2 separate regions of the Oryzias latipes genome follow, and region 1 is linked to region 2. Evidence: chromatin contacts called from public Hi-C data. All regions are on one chromosome and are shown on one strand. The core of a region is the stretch at or near the end of the contact, and the rest is flanking DNA. Distances in the headings are between cores, read along the strand shown. Region 1 holds the start of inhbb (inhibin beta B chain). Region 2 holds the start of gli2 (zinc finger protein GLI2).

Evidence for each region. Hi-C and Micro-C count contacts between places; a contact is called where the count stands out from the background.
Region 1: a contact with region 2 is called in a Hi-C map of embryo, with 3 times the contacts expected there. The contact joins the promoter of inhbb here to the promoter of gli2 in region 2. A contact is called at or near these places in 5 of 5 Hi-C or Micro-C datasets (embryo, fibroblasts and gastrula embryo).

Annotation. Positions count from the first base shown.
Region 1 is chr2:10,782,396-10,786,531 of ASM223467v1, forward strand. It overlaps inhbb (inhibin beta B chain), which reads right to left and starts at 2,657. Exons shown (of 2, transcript XM_020707922.2): 1 at 1-2,657. The coding sequence starts at 246.
Region 2 is chr2:10,606,358-10,610,303 of ASM223467v1, forward strand. It overlaps gli2 (zinc finger protein GLI2), which reads right to left and starts at 2,530. Exons shown (of 14, transcript XM_023964285.1): 1 at 2,121-2,530.

The DNA of each region.
Region 1 (4,136 bases), core at 1,407-3,906, 180 kb after region 2:
CATGGCGGCTTTAGGCACAGGGTGCGTGATGTTTGGTCTTTCCCGCAGCTGCAGTCGGGTCAGAATGTGTCTCTTCACCGCTTCTAATAAGTCCCCGTCCACGCGCCCCGACTCGGCGTCCTCGGACCGAGCGGCGGCGCAGGACGCACACGCGCCCCGGGGAGCCTCGGTGCCGGGCGCAGTGGTGCAGCGAATATAGAGGACGCAAGCCACAAGGAGAGCCAGCCGGAGGGGACAGCTACTCATTTTCTGTGTGAGAAAGAGTGGAGGCAGGTTTTCTTTCTGCTCCCAGAGTCAAAGTCATTAACAGACAGAAAAAAGGGATCCTTCAGAGCCGCGCCGTCTCCATGCGGAGCGCGCGCCGCTCGGCTCTCACGCACTCGGATGCAGCTTCACTCAAAGATCTGTGCGCGCAGAAAACTGGGAAATTACATCGTTATGTGGATGCTCATCCTCAGCAAAACCATCAGTCGTCCGGATCTGTCAACATATTATTCCACAGAACCAGATCCAAATTCCGCAACAGCATCCTGTGTGCACAGGCACCATCCTCTTCCTCACTTGTGTTTTTTTTCTCTCTCTGTCTCTACAAGCCTGAGCGTCCCGGGTGGGAAATCCCGGTCTGATGAAGAGAAGGAGGAGAAGAGGGAGCTGTGCCAGAAAGCGCGCGCAGGAGCGTCTCCATCCTGGCGTTTTGTAAGACTCGAGGCGTTGCGCACCCAAAAGTTTTATACTTTACACTGTGGGCGGGGCAAAGCAGCTCTCCCTGAGGAACCCCTTCGCTGTCAGCCTGAGCGTGTGCGTGGAGCCACACCCCCGTCACACAACAAACACCGGCGCGCATGATCAACTGCCAGGAAAACAGTGGTGTACAATGTCTGTGTGAGAAGCTCTGAAATATCCTCAGAACCTGCAGAATCCTTGTCAGGGTCACGGAGTTGCTGGAGCCTATCCAGCTACTGTTGGGCAAAAGCAGGATACACCCTAAACAGGTCCTATGAAGCATGTTTTTGGACTGTGGGAGGTAGCCGGAGTGGGGGATATCCGCACACGCTCAAGGAGAACTCCACACAGAAAGGTCCCAGCTGGGATTTGAACCTTTCCGTAAGGCCAGAGTTTGGCATTACCAACGCGCCCTCAAATGGCAGTTAAATTGCAGACGTCAATATCCTTTGGGAGTTGTTCATTTTTAATAATCAGTGGAAAAAAATCTTTATTTGTTAACACATATTTTAAGTTCAACTTTCTAGCACAAAACTCCTGCTGATGCTGATGTCTGCTATGGGACAAATGAAATCCAAATTCTGCATTGTGAAAATGACAAAACTGTGCAGAGTAGCAACTGTTAAAATCCTTCTGCTCTTGGAACATTTATTTTGTTTGTGAATTTACTATATTTGGGGGGAAAGAATAGTAACAAAGAAATTTGATTTATCTCTGACAAGGTTACTACACTCAGCCTCCAGATTTAATGAGACTGGCTGACATTGAGGTTATTTTTAAAAAAAAAAGAAAGAGAAGCTTTTCAGATTTGAACCTTAATACTTTCAGATTTCAATTTTCTTGAGGAGGCAAATCACATTTAGCTTTACAGTGCAAAATATACATTGGTTATGCATTTTTTCATTTATGCAAAAACTAAAAAGCAACTTGAACTGTAAAAAAAGTTTTGGTCTAGTTATTACTACATTTTCCAGTTTAGAAACACTTGTCTTTAATAAAATGACACAAACAAACAATAAGGATTTAGTTTGAAAATCCAAAAGTTAAAAAGCGGAGAAATTAAGGTGCAGTGTCTGATCACTGGGGCATGAGAGGTGGCTGTGTGGCTTTTATTTACAAAACGGACAAATAAGATAAAAAAAAAAAAAAAAAAGCTTTTCCCAAATATTAGAAAGGGGAATTGGCTTTGTAATATTTTCCAAACTGTGGAGTAAAGTTCCCGGAAACTCAGTCATGAAGCTTCTGCGTCAACCCTATTCCAGCTACAGTTTGGCACCAATTGCAATATTCATTCTTTTGATTTTAATATGCGTCCTTCAAAGTTCCCCTGTCTGTTGGAAAAGGATGTAACTTCCCGCTGTTTCCCCATGTCAGAGTTTGATTGAAACTAAAACATGACAAAGCGACAAAGGCCCTGAATCTGGAGCTCTCAGGCCGGACGATCTCCATATTCAAATGTCCCGGTGCGTTTTTTCATGCAACACGATCCGACCCGCTGAGGTCGAGTGACACTGCTTGACGTTCCAGACATTTGTTAGTAAAAACTGCAAAACCAAATCCGGCCATCACGGCACGAGAGCTGCGTCGACCTCTGACCCTTGCTGACTGCTTTGACTGAGGAGTCCAGACCCCCCGCCACCTCCACCGCCGGCACACTCCTCCAACAACACAAGGCGTCTGAATCCTCATGATGGCAAACTCTTTGGCTCAGAGATTTAAGATGCAAGGTTAAAAGTTGAGGAAGTGAACTCCTAAACACTCCAGCGGCTCCGGATCCTGACATCAGGGTGAAAAGTGGGGAAATGGCGCCATCTTTGATCCAAACACGCAAACTACAACATGCATCAGTGAGCGCCTCAAGAAGCTGGTAAACTGAGCTTTCTACTGTTTGTCCCTTGTGCTATCTTAGATGACCCCACCCTTACATTGACATGTTCTCCCTACCATGACAAAGGTGGATAAAGGTGGAAATATTTCATGTAATCCATGGACACCAGTGAAGATCACAAATCATTGAAGAAAAAAGGTTCAGAGCACTGTCTAGTGGGTCTAGATGACCCAACTCCCAATGTTAAAGTGCCCAGGATAGCACAAGGGTTACTTCACACAGGGTGTCCAAACCAGGGTTCACCAACCTTTTTGAGACCGAGGGCTATTTCATGGGCACCAAGTGGTATGAAGGGCGCCACTAAAAACCTCCTAGCCCCCCCCCCCCCCAAAAAAAAACAACACAATTTGAGGACTTCCTTTTGTGTGCCCTATTTTTATTTGCTCATTTTACACACAAAAACATGCATGAATTTTCTAGACTCGTATTACGGGGGGGGGGGGGGGTGTCAAACTCAGTTGCAGAGGGAGCCTAATTTCAAAACAGACTTTAGGTTGCAGCCGGACAAGATAAATATTTATTGAACACACTAAAAATAAACTTTTAAACCTTTAAAACTTTAACTTTATTTTAACTTTTTAAACATAAATGTAAATAAAAACAGACAGGAATATTAATCCTCACATTAATGGTTTTCTTTGTCTACCTTTATCTCAGAATTGATATTGTTGTCATTGACAGACATGCCGTGGTTGTTTGTTGAATATTTGCTTCAATAAAAAAAAAAAATATATTTTTTTTGGGTGCATTCCCTGCGGGCGCCACAAGGGGTGCACTGGCGCCCGCGGGCACAGGGTTGGTGACCCCTGGTCCAAACCTTTTGCGAAGAGGGAGAAATTAAGGAAAGGTCTGTCAGAAACATAGAAATTGATCAACATTACCATCAATGTTGAACCATTGACAATGTTTACTGTACTGTTTATGTATAGTTAACAGAATACAGTTTTGTATAAAACGGAAAAAAAGAAAAAGGATTTTAGGTTAAGAGTAGCCTCTTAGGTTTACCAGCACACATTACACTCATACTGCCAAGGAAATCGTAACCGTTATCATTCACACACATAAAGTAACTTTCATACATCAGAGTAAAAAGAAAATGTATACAGCATATATTTTTATTCCTGAACAGTTGTTTGTTTTTGTTTTTGGTGTGAACTTCATTAGTTATTTCTGTATTTTGAAAAAATTTGTAATGTTTTTTTACAGTTTACATGTTTTGCAGACCGCATGTTTTTTACACTTTTGCAGCTGTATTTATTTAATATTTAATATTTATTTCTTTATTTAATAAGAATCTAATTTTTGATAATAATTTTTTCATAATAATTTTAGTAATATTTTTAATTATTTAATATAAATGTCATTTGTCATTTGTCAATGTGATGTCCTTTATTGATGTTATATTATATAGATTATTTCTGAATGCCGTGTTGCTGTCACAGATAAATTAAATTTCCCCATTGTGGGATTAATAAAGTCATCTATCTATCTATCTATCTATCTATCTATCTATCTATCTATCTAT
Region 2 (3,946 bases), core at 1,280-3,779:
CCCCGTCCTTGCCTGAGGCAGAGGAGGGCACTCTTCATCTCTGACTTGCTGACATCGCCCCCTTTGACGGTGTCGGGACCGTCGTTTTTGTCAAAGAGCTGCAGTGTCACGCAGCCCGATGGTGGCGCCAACACGCTCCTGCAGGAGTTAATTAACAAATGCATCAAAGCCAATCTGACGAGCTCACAGAGGAGGAACTACAGCCCCCCCCTCAGCGGCCCCTGGACCTTTGATTTCACATGTCTACTGGTCCTTAGTGTGTGTGTGTCGGTGTGTGTGTGTGATTGCGTTTCATGAACAAAGGCGTGTTTTCATCATGTGTAATTGCTGCTGTATGATGGCTGCTTTCCTCTGTCTGATCTTAAGGAAGATCTGCTGGATGAAGATCTTCAGAGTGACTCTAAAAATAAATGTTTATAAAGCAGAGTGTGTGTGTGTGTGTGTGTGTGTGTGTGCACACGTGCATGCGCACAAGGGTGCGTGTTTGACAAAGTTGCAGAATTTATGAGCTCCTCCAGCCTTCCTTATTTCTACAGCGTTGCTGTCAAAATAATCATCCTGTTTTCACTCCCCAGACTGTTTGCCAGCGATTAGTCGGGGTCGGCCAGAAAACTAAACAGTTGTAATCCACTTACTCATGAAACCAGAGCGGCCGTCATCTAAACACTCCACAGGAAGTAAGGCGTGAGGGTCCGGCCCCGACGGCGTGAACGCAACACAAACATTTGTCTGCACTTTTCTACCAGCTTCACTCGAGCTCATTTACACACAAACGCTAGTTTCACCGAGCAAACCTCACAAGTCTGACAACAACCTTTAGCTGTTTCATTTGTGAGACAAAATTTTGATCAGAAAGATGATGAAAAAAGGTCGGATGAGATGACTTCATTTCAAAAAAATCTTTTACTTCTTATGATTAACGCCCAAAATGAGTCAAATGATCCCGGACGAGCCCCCGCGTCGATGCTTTCTGGTTTAGTTTAAAGGTGAACTGAGTGGATTCCTTGATGGTTGATGTGTTTTAGCAGGTCTGACATCTGTGGATTCGTTGCCACCCCTTCTCTAAATCCACTGATGCTGCTATTCTGCTCAAGGATCCTGCGGCAAGGCCCCGGGGCCACATGCTGTAATTGGTGCGGACTTGTTGTTTTGTGGGATAAGAGACTTTTGAGTCATCACAGCGGGGTGTTTTACTCACTTCCAATTCCCATTTATCGCGCCCCCGTGGCCGCCCGCATGCCTTTCTCCCCGTGCAGCCCCCGCGTGTTATTCTTTCTTTTCTCTCATTAAACTCTGCGCAGATTTTTGGGGAGAACCCGCAGCAGGGCCGGTAATGACGGGCGCAGGGCGGGCTTGTGTGAAAACGGCAGCGCTGGATGAAAGTGACATCCCTTCACAGGTTTGGGAGCCCCCCCTTCATGTCATCCTGAATAATGTGAAGGGCCCCATTATTTCCTCACATCTTTTCAGCCCCCCCCCCCCCCCCCTTTTGCTCCCTGACTGCTGGAACTCTTCATCCTGCACAAAAGCAAATGCACTAAAACTTTTTTCTGATGCAAATGAACGCAGGCGGCCTTTCAGGCGGAGAGAAAAGCCGCAGCAGCTCCAGGCAGAGGAGATGTTCCACCTTCACAAACACCAGAAATGAGATTTCATATTTGGACTAACAAGTAAATATTTGAAAGTCTTTTTGATGCAAACATCAATTTCTGCTCCCTATAAAATGAGTATTGTAATTTTTTTATAATGTCCAGCCACGTAGAGATGCTGCTAGACCCTGAAACTGTGAAAATATGTAAATAATGCAGTTTTTGAAAAAATGAATCACCATCAGTGACCTGATTAAGCAGCATTTTAACAGCTATAAATATAATTCCCATCATTGCACAAACTCAATTAATCCTTTCTATCTCTATATATCTTATATTTTATTTTTATCCTGATATGAGCATTATATATATATATATATATATATATATATATATATATATATATATATATATATATATATATATATATATATATATATATATTCTTTTTAAAAAGTAAGCAAATTACCTTTTTTTTTTAAAGTGGAAATCTAAATCTTATCAAAATCTCCGGGAAAAAGTTCGACTCACCCCTTTGCTTGTGCTTCGTGTTGTCTCTTATGGTTAGCTAAGTCTGGGTTCGGAAAGTTTCGTCAGAAAGACGGAACCAGTCCGGGCCGCGCGGGTTCCTATCCGTGTCAAGGCGCGCGGCGCTCACTCTCGTACTTCTCCCTGGAAAAGTACCGCGGAGCTGGAAGTTCGGAGGCGCGCGGCTCCATCGGCCGCGGCACGCGCGCGCGGCGGCCTCTCTGGAGAAAACTTGGCAGGACTTTCCGAACTGCGGCGGCGTGGTCGGGATGCTGCTGAGCCGCGAGGATGCGCCGTTATTTTCTTCCTCACCGCCCCTCCGCACACCCCACTTCTCTTCCTCCTCCTCTTCCTCTTGTGACTCCCCCCTTCCTACTCCGCACCCGCCTCTCAACGGGACTAATGTTCAATCATCGATTATGGATCCTGCTGGATATTTCCCTTCCCAGTTCGTTTTGATTGGCTCATTAAAGCTCTTTTATTAATTTAAATCTTCTTCAAATACACTTGTTAGAGTATTTCACGAAACATCTTGGGTTAGTTTTGGCTTTAAAAAAATTGTTTGTTAGTTTGTTTTTCTCATCAATCCCTGATATTTGCATCTTGATTTTGCCAGAAAATTTAAATTTGACCAACAAGTGTGATGATTTGTGACAAAAAAGCTGACCCTAGGTGAAGTAAAAAGTTTAAAATGTATTTTTTTCACCCAAACAAGTCTTATCACCCATTTATAAGAATACATTTTTCAATCAGATAAAAATAGTAAAATAATCGGAAGCAGGGGCGGAGCTACAGGGGACAAGGCTGCCCCCCTCCCCCGCAAAATGTCCGCCCCTCTAATTTTTGAGTCAATATTAGTATTTTCATTGACAAATATTAATAAATCATCAAAACAAGCTTCTTTAAGCATTAGAAATAGCACATTGGTTAAAAGAAAAGCTGTTTTAACATTCGTAATAATAATAAAATAGTTTGAAGTATGTATTTTTTATTTGTAATGGCCGTTACCTCTGCTTTTCTCATTTGCCACCATTCCAAAGTCTACTGCCCCTCTCCCGCCCTGCTAGCTCCGCCCCTGATCTGAAGTTAGTCCCAGCTTCTTTGAACTGTTTCAATGAACTTTAAGTCAGATTCAAACTGGGATGACTCCAGTTTCAAGTTCCTCTGCGAAGCTCTCATCTGGACCGCTATCTCAGAGAAGCCTGACCTCTAGTGTTGGTTCTGTGTTCTGCATGTACCAAGTTCTTCCTGTGAGGAATCTAAACAGATGTTCATTTAAACTAGATGCACAAACAGACATAACATTGAAATAAAAGCACACTGTATACAATAGGTTCAAGCAGAAAATACAGAATGTTTTTATCTTGTGAAATCTTTTATCTTTACTTACTTAACCCTTGTTCTATCCTAGGCACTCTGATATCGGGAGTGGGGTCATCTAGACCCACTAGACAGTGCGCTGAACGTTTTTTCTTCAATGATTTGTGATCTTCACTGGTGTCCATGGATTACATGAAATCCTCTGCACCTTTATCCACCATAGGATTGCACCAGGGTCAAGTATGAAAAGTCATTTTGCAACAAAAAACAAGTTACAGTTTTTAGGGATAAGGCCTTTATACTTGATGGATGTGGCAGCAGCAGGGGGAGGATGATGTTCCACAGAAAAGGAACAAAAGTAGGACAAAAATGTGGCGTTATGAAAGACAGAGTAAATATTGAAAACCCAGTTAGAAAACAAAAAAAAACTCCTGACAATCTCAAACTAAATGTGTTTGATTTGAACTCCTCTTTTTTTAGGAAAGAAAAATTTCCACTGGGAAGATATG